Linked DNA regions of Hordeum vulgare: region 2 is linked to region 1. A link is a contact called in public Hi-C data. All regions are on one chromosome and are shown on one strand. Each heading gives the region's core, a stretch centred on a gene start, on an enhancer-like site or on the middle of the called end of the contact. The rest is flanking DNA. Distances are from core to core; before and after follow the strand shown. Region 1 holds the start of LOC123428179. Region 2 holds the start of LOC123431063.

Region 1 (7,660 bases), core at 2,042-4,541:
GGCGAGCGGCGCAAGAGCTAGCAAGGCGGCTCGCGACGAGGGTGCTGGAGAGGGAATCGGGAGGCGAGCTCGGCTCGGCGCTGGCAGCGAGGGAACGGCGGCGCCGCGCGGCGGGGTGGAGCAGCTGAGGCTGGCCGACGGAGGAGAGGCCTTGGAGGGGCGGCGCACCGGCGACAGAAGCAGAGAGGAGCCCGGCAGGAGGGGGCCGCTGGGGATCGAGAGAGAGGGGAGATGCGGGACGAGGGGCTGACGGCGTTGGAGGAAACGGGAGATGGAGGCGGGCTGGGCTAGGTCAGCAGGGGAGTTGGGCTGCGCCTGGCCGGCTCGGCTCGGCTCCCTCCCCCTGCTAGTTTTTTTTTAAAACAGAAACTCAACAAACAAAAGAAAAAATGTTTAAAGTAAATAGAAAAAAATAAAGGCCTTTGACTTCTTAAAACCAAAAATTATGCCCCAACTATAAAATAGATTGGGCCCTTTTAACAAATAAAACTAAAATCTTTTAAGAATAAAATTAAACCCTTTTTTACAAAAGAATAAAATTAAACCTTTTAACAAAAGATTAAATCAAACCCCTTTTGAAGAATACAATAAAACCTCTTTTTTATTTAGAGAATAAAATGAAAGCTTTTAAAAGAGAAAAGAAAAAGAGACGGTTTAACAATAAAACAAAAGGAAAAATAAGATTAAAACCCAAGGGTTACCCCCACATTTAATAAAATGGTTTTAAAAGAAGACACCCTTTTTTAGAAGGGTTAATACGGAAGCTTTAGCAAACCGCAAAAAACGAAATAAGAAGGGAGAGAAGGGGAGAAGGTTCACGTCCTCGGGGAGCAGGGGTTTAGCGGAGGCTCTCACGCACGCACTCTCAACACGCCAACAAACGACGTCACACTCACAAAGCTCTAACACCCAACAACACGACAACAAGCAACACCGCCAAAACACAGTCGACATGATGCCATGCATGATACGATGATGCAAACTACATGACGATGCAACGAATAACTCTAAACCCACGACGAAAACGGAAATAAAGGGGAATCTTCTGGGCGTCGGCATCGGGCTGTCACAGTACTGTAGCAAAAGCATCAGTTTTACAGCTTCCATCTTCAATTTTCCAAAAGGTTCACATTGTATCTCCAGCCCAGTGAATATTTTAGACATCATTTGCTACATGTTCTAGCTTGTGTTGTTATTAATTACCAAACCACCTAGGAAGAAGTTGTGCTTTCACGGGACGAGACTGAAACTCAGGGCCCTTAGGCTGCCCGTAATGGAAGTATCATATGTAGTATCATGCATGCCAACTAAGCAATTTGATGATGTGGCATATAATTAAATGAAGAAAGAGAGGGTTGAGTATCATATCATGATACCGTATCATATTAAATGATGTGCTACTATGTGTCTTGCATGACAATAAATGAATCACTCTATGGAACTAACACATGATACTATGCATTACGGTTGTGGTATCATACACTAGTATCATATGCATGATACTAGTATATGATACTATCCATTACAACCAGCCTTAATATGCATACTATGGCATGATTGAATACCTATCAACCAAGGTGGAACGGAATAATAGGAGTGATTCTATTATAAATGATAATAGTTGGCCAAACTTTCAGGAACATCTTGATAGAGCATTTTCCAAATAATATCTGTGATGTTATTTATCCCACAATGCGGCAGAATCAACCATATAAATTCACGCATGGATATTAGAAATGATAAGTTATTTAGTAGCCACGTGTGATTGAAATTCCGTAAAGAAGAATAAAGTTATGTTATCTTATATCTTTTTTCTTTTTTTCAAACCTATCTCCAAATCTACAGAGAAGAATGCCCTTGATCAAGCAGATAGACAAGGCACATATGTATATCTGATTGTAGCACAACTCTTTAAAACTGTATGAAATTGCAAAATCCAATAAATCTGTTAAAAATGGAGCAAAAAATGAAAAGGTAGAAGAGAAAAGGGGGACCTCCTACCTACCGCTCTTTGCGGTAGGGACTCCTGCGTCGGTCAGGGGGTGCCCTGACTGAGCTGGCCCAGCTTTGTTTCCTTTTTTTCATGTTACTTTTTCCCTTTTATGTTTATTTCCTTTTTTAGTTTGTTTTTATTTCCTTTTTCCTTTTCTTTTTGTATTTGAAGCAAAAAACATTTTTCAAATTCGAAGAACAATTTTGAAAACTCGTGAACAAATTTGGAAGTGAGATTCTTTTTAAAGCACGAACATTTTTTGAATTTTGAGAACAAAATTTTGACAAGGAGAACAGTTTTGAAAACCCCGAACAAATTTGAAAGCGCGAACAAATTTTTAAACACGATCATTTTTCGTATCTCGAGAACAAATTTTGAAGCCGAGAACAATTTTGAGAAATCCTGAACAAATTTGAAAACGGGAACATTTTTTTGAATGTTGAGAACAAAATTTTGAAACGGAGAACAATTTTGGAAAACCCCAAACAAATTTGAAAGCGCAAACAATTTTTAAGGCGCGGGCATTTTTTGAATCTTAAGAACAAAATTTTGAAAACCCCCGAAGAAATTTGACGCACAAACAATTTTATTTTTTTTAAAACGTAGAACAAATTTGAAAGCGCGAATAAATTTTAAAGCACGAATATTTTTGAATCTTGAGAACAAATTATGAAACCGAGAATAATATTTAAAAATCTTAAAAAATTTTAAAGCGCGATATTTTTTAACATTTTTAAAACAAGAATAAAGTTTTAAATTGAGAATATTTGTCAAACATTTTTTGAATATCAAGAGCAATTTTTGAAAATCCAGAACATTTTTTGAAAATCCAGAACACTTTTTGAAAGTTCAGAAGTTTTGTTGAAATTCCAAAATATTTTTTTAAAACAAAAATATTTTTCTAGTTTGAAGAATATTTTTTGAAAATACAGAACTTCTTTTGAAAATCCATTTTTTAAAAATTCCAGAACAATTTTTGAAACAGAAACAGAAAATGATATATAAAAAAGAAAAAGAGGAAAAAGGTTGTAGAAAACTTCTAGGAGTTTTTAAAACTAAAAAAGCCGGCTGAAAATCTTTAGAAGGTCCGAAAACAAAGGCGTTGGAAGGCTTAAAAGGCCGGCCCGCTGCGTCGGGGTCGCTCCGACAGCTGAACGCAGCGAGGGGATTCCGAGAAAAGGAAACGACACCCGCTGTACTATGGCCCAGCTAGCCCATGCCCATGCCCATGCCCATGGTTTATCCAGCAGTCGATCCGTATAAGGTGGTGGGGAAGGACAGCAACAAACCTAGATAGATTCAGCACTCAATCCCTGTTTGCCTCCGCCGGCGGAATCGACTCTGTCTGCCGCAGGTATTGCTCTTCCCCGTTCGTCGTCCATCATCTAATTGTCTTTTATAACGTAGGAAGAAGATCAAAACTGGTGATCTCTTTTTTGTAGGAGCGGGGAGATTAAAATAAAATGAAGGCGCGGCAGTTCGTGAATGTGGTGATGCGAAAGTATGGCGCTGCCAGAAGCACCAGTTTGTATACAGTGAGTCGTATCAAGGCAGAGGAGCAACTCTTCTACCGATCCACGGCGGAAGCACAAGCAGCAGCAGCAGCAACATCACGGCGAAAAAAGAATTTCAATATGGCGCTGCCATCATCAGCCGTGGTGCCTCCATGGATGGATATCATGTCACGGATGCCTCCGGGCATGCTCAGATTCGAGGGATCCAGCAACCTCGAATTCTTGCCCTTCTACGAACGAAGCAGCGGTGGATCTAGCAAGATCCTCTGCCTGGACTCGTCGGGTCGCTCCTTCTTGTATGACATTGACGCCGGCTCCTCCCACCCAGTTCCAAGCCTCAACACTCCCAAGGGGGATACCCCCATCTGCTTCTCCCTTCCCAGTCCCGACGCCCTCGACCCCGACCGAGCTGATGCCTTGTACGTTATGAACCTGTTCCCTGTGTGTCGCAATCCATCCAACTTCGAGGTCCTCAAGTACAGCGACCCTTCCAGTTGCGACAAGATGGAAGGCTGGAATTGGCACCGGCTCCCACCACCCATGGCCTATGTTGACGCTTCCATTATCAGGTGCCATACGCAGCTTCACATTCACGGGGATCCAATTTTTCTTGTTTCATCTCCCGCAACAACTGACATCGGCACCCATTGCTTCAACACGGTCTCCGGCAAGTGGTTTAAGGCTGGACACTGGACGCTGCCCTTCTTTAACCGTGGTGAGCATGTGCTGGAGCTCGGCAACCTTTGGTTTGGCATCTACAATTATTCACCCAACTACTTTTGCGCAATGGACCTGTCATCTATTCGTCAGGACAATCCTCCTTCTTTGCTGTACAAATGGCAAGACCTCGATCTGCCTGAGGATTGGGTATTGATAGATTGCAGCTTTGTCTACCTGGGAGCTGGGAGGTTTTGCATTACCAAAATCTTTGAGTTTGGAGAGGACGAAGACACGGGCCACCCCACTGATATGGGTGCTGTGATTTCTGGTGTGGAGGTGGTGCCCAGCGACAAAACACTGCAGATGGTCAAACACAAGTCCAAATTCTACAACTTCGTCAGGGATGAAATCGTGCGTGTCTTCTAAGGTGAACTTAGTGAGAAAGGAAGCAAATAAACCAAGGGAGTGGCAGCAGTTCCTGGGGGAATGTAACTGTCTGTTCTTTCCCTTTTCATTACTATTTAGTAGTTCCAGCAGCAGCAGTGAAAGTAACATGGTTGTAACTTATGCTCAGTTCCTTAGATATGTTATGTCATTCCATTTACTTCTTGTGGCTTCCTATTGGTAATCATGTATTGTCTTAGCTGTTTCCACATGAATAAGCTGATGCATAGAGCTGCTTGGTTCACCAGATTGGGGCTGAACACCTTGGTAAAATAAGACCTGGAAAAAAAATCTGATCTTTGTAAAAGCATCTGGTTGGCTGTTTTTCTGCCAATTTTTGCTGTGTTGCTCCCTTCTTTTTTTAACTAACTCTCCCAGAAATATTATGCACCTTAGGAGCCCCCCCATTAAAATTTGAAGAAGAGAAACAAGAGGGAGAAAGAAGTTGTAATTGTCATCCACACCGTGGGCCACATGGTGACCAGAAACAGACTTTAGGTTTCTGCTGCGGCCCACTTCCTTCCCTGATCTCCACTCTCCATCGACTGAAGCCACCTCGGAGCGTCGGCCCCAAACCTCTACCGCGGACGCCAAGTCGTGGCCAGCTTGTTTGGATGCCTGCCTTGACAACCCTCTTCTTCTGGTTTGATGCGGGGCTTCTCTCCAAGGTAATACTTCACCAAACTACCAAAGTATCTTGGGTTCTTGGATTAGTTCACCAGCGATGTCCCTCTGGTTGATTAGCTTTTCAACACGGTTCTTTGCTTCCTCTTGTGACGTTGAGCGGAATGGAATTCACCAGAATGTTTTGCAAAGAGAGTTCAGTTCTTCAATTTCGTCAACTCAAACCAAAATCATGGATGCTTGCAATTTCTGTTGTTTGAGTTGGTAGGATGATTTGAATATTTAACTCGACCCAATGTATGGATGGTTCGTCGTTGAGCTATATATATAGTGGCATGCAGATACCAATGACTCTAATATTTGGAGTGCTTGTACACAAATGTTTTTGTTGGGAACAACATGCTTGGGGTTAGATTTGCAGAAATTATTCGTCATATTTGCACGCAGAAATTATTTGTCATGCTTGCTAGAATTCTTTGGTTCTTATGATGTCTCGGTATTTATGTAATTTTGCAGCCCTTCTCATAAGTTTTGTGAGTTAGAGCAGGAGCAGCACTTCATGTTATTCTGAAGGACATTTTCTATATTGTGCGTGAATAATTTAGATGGGTGAATCAACACTGATATTGAGCATGTAAAATGTTTGTTTTGCAATCACCAATCCAGTCGTTTTTTAAACGGACTACAAGTGTGCTACACCCTCTCAGCAAAACCACAAGCCAACATGTCTCTTTTTACTGCAGTATAGGTTGTGAAATAGGAACGACATTGTTTTTATTGTTTCTTTACCTTCTTTCATGCCTTGCTGCTTATGAAAAAGGTTGAAGAACAAACAAGTAGTTTATTTCTCTGAAAGCCCTTTCAACTATTGTGTATATTCATATGTGCAAAATGAGGTCAACTTTTCAATTCTTATACACAGGAGCAAGACACATCATGAAGATTCGGCTGTTTTTTCAGTTCTACCTGTCCCAGTTTTGTTAGAATGCTACTGATTTGACGCGACTCATGGTGTGGAAAACCGAACCGAAAATCAAAAACCAAACCAAAAAAAACGAAAGTGAAAATTTTGGTTTTTCTGGTTTTTGGTTTTAGTTGCGGTTTCCATATGTCAAAATTGTATGTCATTCAGTTTTTTCGGTAAAAAAACCGAAATGATATAAACAACACACTCGCTAAAATTAATTTGCATGGACCTGGAGTCGAACCCTTGACTTTGTACTAGAAAGCCTAGTGCGTTGAAGCCATATACGTTGATTTGATCGACACGATTTACGGTGTGCAAAACCGAACCCAAAAAAAAAAAAACTGAACCAAAATTTGGTTTTCTGGTTTTCATTTTCAGTTATGGTTTCCATATCTCGAAACCATATGCAATTTGTTTTTTTATGGTATAAAAAACCAAAATGGTATAAATAACACACTTTAAAATTAATTTGCGTGGACCTAGAGTTGAACTCCTGACTTTGAACTCGAGCCAACCACGCCACCTGAATTTGCTGATTATATTAGGGCCTGGGAGAATAAGGTGCCTGGTTTGAGCCTGGTATGTTCAGTTTTCCTGCTTGGTGAGGCGAGCCTAGACTAGGCTGTTTTGTTTTTGGCCTGGCCTGGTGAAATATTAAACACATACTCGCTTCGTTTTTAAATATAAGGTTTTTTAAAGGTTTCACTACGAACTACATACAGATTTATATAACATATTTTAGAGCGTAGATTCACTCATTTTGCTCTATATATAGTCTTTAGTAAAATCTCTAAAAAGATATATATTTAAAAACAAAGGGAGTAGAAGTCAATATGCCTATAGCATTTTACCTATCCCACATAGAAGTAAGCATGTGCGTGTAGAAAGTCTCCCATCCAGGAGGTATAAAAATTGTAAAGCATAACTAAGATAACAAAAGCATTTCATCATCATTGGATAAGTAAGTCATTACGTCGGGGTGTTTCTTATCACTCTCAAGTATGAACTTCATCAAGTTACGTCTACTCCAAACTTTCAAGAAAGTTGCCCGCAGGAAAAAAGTACAACAATGAAACACACTTTATTCTTTTAGTTATCCATGAACTAAAAATTGAAATATATGGCAAAAAAATCATGTGTTATTAAAAAATTCTCGTCAACTTTGCTGAATTTGGTTATTATCAAAACCGAACCGAAATCAAATGGTGATTACTGAAACCGAACCGTATTTTTATATGAAACTATATAAACCAAAGTATAAAATTAGTATTAACCAAAAACCATATAAACCAAATTGAATTAAACCCAAAAAAACACACCATGAGACACGACACACATGTGTTCTCTCGGGTTTTCGCAGCGAAAAGAGCACTGCAATGATAACGACATTTACAATGATGCTATCTTAGATGTGTCACATAGGATATTTACAGAGGTGGAGGAGGAGAATCATCAGAA
Region 2 (7,660 bases), core at 1,328-3,827, 230 kb after region 1:
CAAGCGGCCCCCAATCTTATCACCTCGTCGGCTGCCGCGACATGTGTGGCAGAGATGGAGGCATGAGAATCGAGGAGGCGTGAATTACTCGATTGCAGTGACGTCATCACCGCGATGCGTGCGGCAACCGAAGTTTTCAAATCTCTAAAAATCCGGAACTGACAGGGTGACTGGTCATATCAGAAGATTTCACCGAGCACTCGAGTTCATGAATTCACTCGAGTTAGTTATTCCAGTCGGACATTTAACTCTAAAGCAGAAATTGATCAAGGCGAATGGTGAAGAGTACAATCGACGTTCAATTCGACGAAGCCTGAGAAGATGTTCAAGTTCAATCGATTGTCTCAAGATTCCCAGATACTTCTTCACCACTCAAAAACCCTAATCCATTCGGAGACTAATGACGGGGTTATAGTCCTAGGGTAGGGTCATAGGCGTGTCATATAAGTCCTAACCAAGGACACCTCATTATTGGTTACAAACCTCAAGAGATCTACCTGACTGGATGAAGACTACCTCTTATCCAGTCTGTAGAGAACCACTCGGAGTACGTTTCTCTTATCCAGTCTGTAGAGAACCACTCGGAGTACAAACGTATGCATGACATTACGACGATTGGAGTACATTCGGTAGTATCAGCAACCGTCCATGGAGATCAACAGCCATACGTTTGCCGTTCACAGTTGTTGTCTATAATAGCGTACGTTACAGATAACGCATACATTCAACCCTACTTACCGCACCCTTGTCTGCCGGACATTTATGAGTTGTCTGCCGGACATTTATGAGACGTAGGCTATTACCTCCACCGCAAAGAGGCCTGAACTCATACAAGCTTACCGTAGCTAGGACTCGGCCCTCTTACTTTCATACCCTACTCATCTACAGTCAAACTTATTCCCACGACAATTTGGAATACAAGGGATCTGCTATAGATGCTCTTAGTAAGAGGTGATTTGATCCATATACATTCCACGTTATTCCTCCAACAAACACAAAGATGCAACTATTCTATTCCATGTAAATCCTCGCTAATCAGACATGAGAATATAACCATTGCATCCCACTATTACAGTTCATTCACCTGATAACAGAGACCCAGTTGTAATGAAAACGACCACTCGGCACTCTTTCAAGAAATGGCAATAAGTTATTTGCTACCGCTGGTATCTCAGAGGACACACTCGATGCCATCATAGCTGACAAAGGACTTGTGCTTGATCATCTGGAGTTGGGATGATCCTTCCTGCACCGCCTCCATACCAGAAGCTCCGCAGGTCATCTCCACCCCAGTGCACACAGCCACGACGCCACTGGTGATCTCTTGTGTTTCTTGGTCGCCGATGTCAAAGATTTTGGTTATGCAAAACTTGCCCGCTCCCAGGTACAGCAGGCTGCTCCTTATCTGCACCCAGCCCTCAGGGGGGTCAAGGTCTGGCCAGTCACTAAGCACCTTGGGAACCCTGTCCAGATTGGAGAGGTCCAATGCGCACAAGTAGTGGGGACTCTTGTCGGCTATGCCGAACCAGAGGTTGGAAAGCTCAGGGACATGCTCAGCCCTGCCGTACAAGGGCAGCGCCCAGCGACCAGCCTTTTCCCACTTGCGGCTAACCGTGTCGAAGCAGTAGGTGCCGACGGGGTTATTCTCAGTGGAGGAGATGCAAATAGTGGAGCCATCACCCAGAAGCGTGTACGACTGGATGAATGTGGAGTCATAGAGTGGGTCGTTGACGTAGGGTGGCGGTGGGAGCAGAACCCAGTGCCAATTCTTCTCGCCATAGACGAGGACCTCGAAGGTGAAAGAGTTGCGGCTTGGGGCGGACCTGGCAAGAACGTAGAGAGCTTCAGAGCGCTTGGGCTCAATGGCGTCGATCCTGGGGATGGAGAAGGAGGCGGGGCTGACTCCCTTGGGTTCGTTAAGGTTGGGAACCGGCTGGAGAGAGCGGCCGTCCGCGTTGCAGAGGATGGCGCTTCCGGCAGAGTCCACGCAGAGCATCTTGCTATCGCGGCCTCTGCCTCCTCCTCCATAGAAGGGAAGGAAATCGAGCCTCTTGTATTTTGAGCGGTATGACTCGAATCTGAGCCTGGGCGGAGGCAACCGCGAGATCCTCTCCATCCTGGATGCCGCTAGTGTTGCTGCTGCTTGTGCTTCCGCCGTGGATCCGTAGAAGAGTTGCTCCTCCGCCTTCATGCGACTCACCGTATACAATCCGCCTCTGCCATACCTCTGCACCAAATTCACCAACTGCCGCTCCTTCATTTAATTAAATTCCCTCCGCCCCAAATTTTGATCTTGTTCCTAACGCAATACAAGACGATTATTAGATACCCGGGTTGGCAAGTAGGAATGGAAGCATCTCAAAACCAACAATGAACAATACAAAGAAAATTTGATACCCTACAGATCAGGCTCTTCCGCGAAAAAACAATCAAGATTTCGGGAAACAAAATTCCAACCATCCAACGGGGAAGAGAAAATTCCAACCTGAGGCAGGCAGAGTCAATTCTGCGGAATCGTAGTCGGCGGAGGCGGCGTGGCTGCGGCTGCGGAGGCGGCGGCGGCAAAGATTGGGGTGGCCCTTTCCTCCTTCTCCGCTTATACGGATCGACAGACTGATAAACCATGGGCCGGCCGGGCCATAGTACAACGATCAGCCCACAACGTTTTCGCCCCCAGGTCTCTTTCTTCCGTCATGCCGCCTTCAGGGGAACTCCTAGTCACCGCTGCAGGCGCCGGTTAACGATCCGGCGCCTGCAGCCTCGATGGCCTGGGCCGGCCCACTAGTACATACGCGAGCTGTTCAGTTTTTTTTTCTATTGATACAGTACAAAAAACAACCCAGATTTTCTATATGTTACAAAAATAAAAATATGAAAACAAAAAAAAATTACAGATTTAAATTAAAAAGGTTCATCCATTTGAATAAAAGTTCATATCCTTAAAAATGGTTCATCAATTTGGAAATAAGTTCATCCTACAGGCAAAATTACTGTAGTTTTTGATACTTTGGTTTATATAATACTTTGCTATCAAACACAGCCGGAACCGTTTGATAGCTCAGTTTTTTCTAAGTATTTATAGAATACTACAGCTTTTTAGATTACCATGGTTTTATTTACCGTGAGCCGTTTGTCTATCACTAAAAGTTGTGTTTCTAATACTGTGATATGGGCAAAACCACGGTATTTTTTATGTATTTAAAAAAGAACCTTGGACCTCTTTTTCTAAAACCGAGCTAGCGAAAGAAACGCCTCACGGTATCTTCTCGTACTACTAACATGGTCTCTCGTTGCCTGAACACTCATTTATTGTAACAACATGAGCAAAACCTACAACATGTAAAAAGGAAAACAACAAAAAAACAAAAATTACCTTTGCGGTCGGAGGCAGTCGGGGCGCCGGGCGGCGACAGGGGAATCGGGGGGCGGCAGGGGCGCCGAGCAGCCGCAGGGGCACTATGGGGCGGTGGGCGCGCCGGGCGGCGGCAGGGGCACCAGGGGGCAGGAGGGGCGCTCGGGGGCAGAGGCACGGGCACCTGGAGGCGGTGGGTGCGTCGGGCGGTGGCAAGGGCACCGGGGGGCGGCAGTGGCGCCGACGTGGGGCGGAGGGGTGGGTAGGGTGGGTGGGTGGGTGGGGTGGGGGGCGGCGCAGGGAGGAGGGCCGACAAGGGGTGGAGTGGGTGGTCGGGGCGGGGTGGGGGCTGGAGCGGCTGCGATGGTGCGGTGGCGGCGCTGGGATGGGCAGGGGAGAGAGAGAGAGGGTGCGCGTGGGGTGGAGAGAGTGGGAGAGAGAGTGGGGAGCGGGTGGGCTGGTGACCATTATTGGGGCGTCCCCTCTGCCGTCTGCAGCGGACGGCAAAGGTGAGGAGGTAGACGACAAAGGGGTTGGTGGGGTGGGGTTAGCTCCGGCGGTTAGGGTTGGCGCCGGCCGTCCGCTTTGCCGTATCTCTTCAGCTTTTGTGTCGTCTGTTGGCCAACGACAAAGAGATGGTTTATGGCAAATATGTTTTTTGCCAATAGCCAGCTCTTTGTCGTCTGCGTGCACCTTCTCTGTCGTGAGTTGGCAGACGATAAAGAGATGGCTGATGGCAAACATGCTCTTTGCCATCAACCACATCTTTGCCGTCTGTTTTCTGGAAGCTGGCGGCAAAGAGGCTCTTTGCCATCAGCCAGCACATGGCAAAGAACTGGCTAATCGCAAATTCCCTGATTCCAGTAGTGGGTACCGACGACGGGACGGTGCGGGAGATCGACGGTGGTTAAGACGGGGACGGAAAGGCACTAAGTAAATCACACCTACATATGCAAACTAAGAGTTAATTTGAGCTCAAATTGCATATAAATCAAATAAACTACCACATATAATTACTCCCAAAGTAAAACTGACAAATCACTATACTTATAGAGCATTGCAAGAGCTAATCTAGCAATGAGAGATAAAAGGACAAAGTTGCTAACCTTTGTGATCACTTGGATGGATGGGGGGCCTTCAAATCTTGACAAATTTTGGGCAAAATGAAGGATGAACTCGAGCTTTGGGGAAGAACAGAGAAGAGAGGAAAGGGGAAGAACATAGAGCTTGATCGCGGGCTGGACGAACGGTTTATACAGGAAAACCTTTAGTCCCGGTTCATGACACAAACCGCGACTAAGTGTGAGCTTCTAGTACTGGTTCATGCCACGAACCGGGACTAAAGGTGCTAATGGGGCCCAAGCATGACACCAGCCTGCCACCACCCCTTTTAGTCCCGGTTCGTGTCACGAACTCGTACTAGACGTTCAACATGAACCAGGACTAATGATGCCCGCCCCCCTAGCCGCTGGAACCGGCACTAATGGTCACATTAGTGCCGATTCATTTACAAACTGGGACTAATGTATCTCACGTAAAGTAGTTTTTCTACTAGTGATTCTTTCAAAGCACAATTTTGTACCCACCTAGCTATCTCGAGAGAGAAGCACAGTGACTAGATAGCTTTACTTCATTATAGAATAGATCTAGTTGGGGAGTTGATAGGTTTCACTTACTAAATGGATAGATCTAGCTAGTAGGGGAAGGAGATGGCAAGCTCTAACTAATGGAGAGAGGAGAGCAAAGCGAGGAAACTAAGAGAGAAATGGGGTGCATTAATGGAGATGCTGGAGGGGGCATTAAAGTAGAGAGAAGAGAGGTAGGAGAAGGAAGAGATAAGAAATGTAGGTAGTAGTAATGTGGTGAAGAAAGTGAGCGAGAAAGTGAGGGAGGGAGGAAGGGAGAGGGGGAGAGGGGGTTGGGGTAGGTGGCTGATGCGACTTAGTGGTAGCGCGCGTCTTGGAAACACACTACCCCTAAGAGCATTTCCAATATGCGCCCAAAAACTGTTCCGCACTGGAAAAACACGTTGTTTGCGCGCACGCCAACGTTGGTGTGTCCAACGGAGGCGCTAAAGTCGTGCGCGTTGGATAATTAGTTGCGCGCGTGGAGCAAAATGTTGGGGAACGTCGCATGGGAAACAAAATTTTCCTACGCGCACGAAGACCTATCATGGTGATGTCCATCTACGAGAGGGGATGAGTGATCTACGTACCCTCGTAGATCGTACAGCAGAAGCGTTAGAGAACGCGGTTGATGTAGTGGAACGTCCTCACGTCCCTCGATCCACCCCGCGAACAATCCCGCGATCAGTCCCACGATCTAGTACCGAACGGACGGCACCTCCGCGATCAGCACACGTACAGCTCGACGATGATCTCGGCCTTCTTGATCCAGCAAGAGAGACGGAGAGGTAGAAGAGTTCTCCGGCAGCATGACGGCGCTCCGGAGGTTGGTGATGACCTTGTCTCAGCAGGGCTCCGCCCGAGCTCCGCAGAAACGCGATCTAGAGGAAAAACCGTGGAGGTATGTGGTCGGGCTGCCGTGGAAAAGTCGTCTCAAATCAGCCCTAAAACCTCCATATATATAGGTGGGAGGGAGGGGAGGAGGCAGCCTCAAAACCTAAAGGTTTGGCCGAAATTGGAGGTGGAGGAGTCCTACTCCAATCCTACTTGGAGTAGGATTCCACCTTCCCACTTGGAAACTCTTTCCACCTTGTGTTTTTTCCTTCTCAAACCTTATGGGCCTTAGTGGGAACTTATTCCAACCCACTAGGGGCTGGTTTATCTCTTCCCAGAGCCCATGAGACCCCTTGGGGCGTGACACCCCTCCCGATGGTCCCCGGCACCCCTCCCGGCACTCCCGGTACACTACCGATGAGCCCGAAACTTTTCCGGTAATGCACGAAAACCTTCCGGTAACCAAATGAGGTCATCCTATATATCAATCTTCGTTTCCGGACCATTCCGGAAACCCTCGTGACGTCCGTGATCTCATCCGGGACTCCGAACAACATTCGGTAACCAACCATATAACTCAAATACGCATAAAACAACGTCGAACCTTAAGTGTGCAGACCCTGCGGGTTCGAGAACTATGTAGACATGACCCGAGAGACTCCTCGGTCAATATCCAACAGCGGGACCTGGATGCCCATATTGGATCCTACATATTCTACGAAGATCTTATCGTTTGAACCTCAGTGCCAAGGATTCATATAATCCCGTATGTCATTCCCTTTGTCCTTCGGTATGTTACTTGCCCGAGATTCGATCGTTAGTATCCGCATACCTATTTCAATCTCGTTTACCGGCAAGTCTCTTTACTCGTTCCGTAATACAAGATCCCGCAACTTACATTAAGTTACATTGCTTGCAAGGCTTGTGTGTGATGTTGTATTACCGAGTGGGCCCCGAGATACCTCTCCGTAACACGGAGTGACAAATCCCAGTCTCGATCCATACTAACTTAACGAACACCTTCAGAGATACCTGTAGAGCATCTTTATAGTCACCCAGTTACGTTGCGACGTTTGATACACACAAAGTATTCCTCCGGTGTTAGTAAGTTATATGATCTCATGGTCATAGGAATAAATACTTGACACGCAGAAAACAGTAGCAACAAAATGACACGATCAACATGCTACGTCTATTAGTTTGGGTCTAGTCCATCACATGATTCTCCTAATGATGTGATCCCGTTATCAAGTGACAACACTTGCCTATGGCCAGGAAACCTTGACCATCTTTGATCAACGAGCTAGTCAACTAGAGGCTTACTAGGGACAGTGTTTTGTCTATGTATCCACACAAGTATTATGTTTCCAATCAATACAATTATAGCATGGATAATAAACGATTATCATGAACTAAGAAATATAATAATAACTAATTTATTATTGCCTCTAGGGCATATTTCCAACAGTCTCCCACTTGCACTAGAGTCAACAATCTAGTTCACATCACCATGTGATTCCAACGAATCCAACACCCATATAGTTCTGGGGTCTGGTCACGTCTTGCTCGTGAGAGAGGTTTTAGTCAACGGTTCTGAAACTTTCAGATCCGTGCGTTCTTTACAAATCTTTATGTCATCTTATAGATGCTGCTACTACGTCCTATTCGGAAATGCTCGAAATATCTACTCTACTATATGAATCCGTTTCACTACTCATAGTTAATCGGATTGGTGTCAAAGTTTGCATCGATGTAACCTTTTATGACGAACTCTTTAACCACCTCCATAATCGAGAAAAATTCCTTAGTCCATTAGTTACTAAGGATAAATTTTGACCGCTGCTAGTGA

Evidence for each region. A called contact is a pair of places that touch in the nucleus more often than the background predicts.
Region 2: a contact with region 1 is called in a Hi-C map of leaf, with 3 times the contacts expected there. The contact joins the promoter of LOC123431063 here to the promoter of LOC123428179 in region 1. A contact is called at or near these places in 3 of 6 Hi-C or Micro-C datasets (leaf and seedling).

Annotation. Positions count from the first base shown.
Region 1 is chr2H:637,417,019-637,424,678 of MorexV3_pseudomolecules_assembly, forward strand. It overlaps LOC123428179, which reads left to right and starts at 3,292. Exons shown (of 2, transcript XM_045112360.1): 1 at 3,292-3,347; 2 at 3,436-4,771. The coding sequence starts at 3,457. The coding sequence ends at 4,593.
Region 2 is chr2H:637,652,522-637,660,181 of MorexV3_pseudomolecules_assembly, forward strand. It overlaps LOC123431063, which reads right to left and starts at 2,578. Exons shown (of 2, transcript XM_045114876.1): 1 at 2,486-2,578; 2 at 946-2,299. The coding sequence starts at 2,260. The coding sequence ends at 1,172.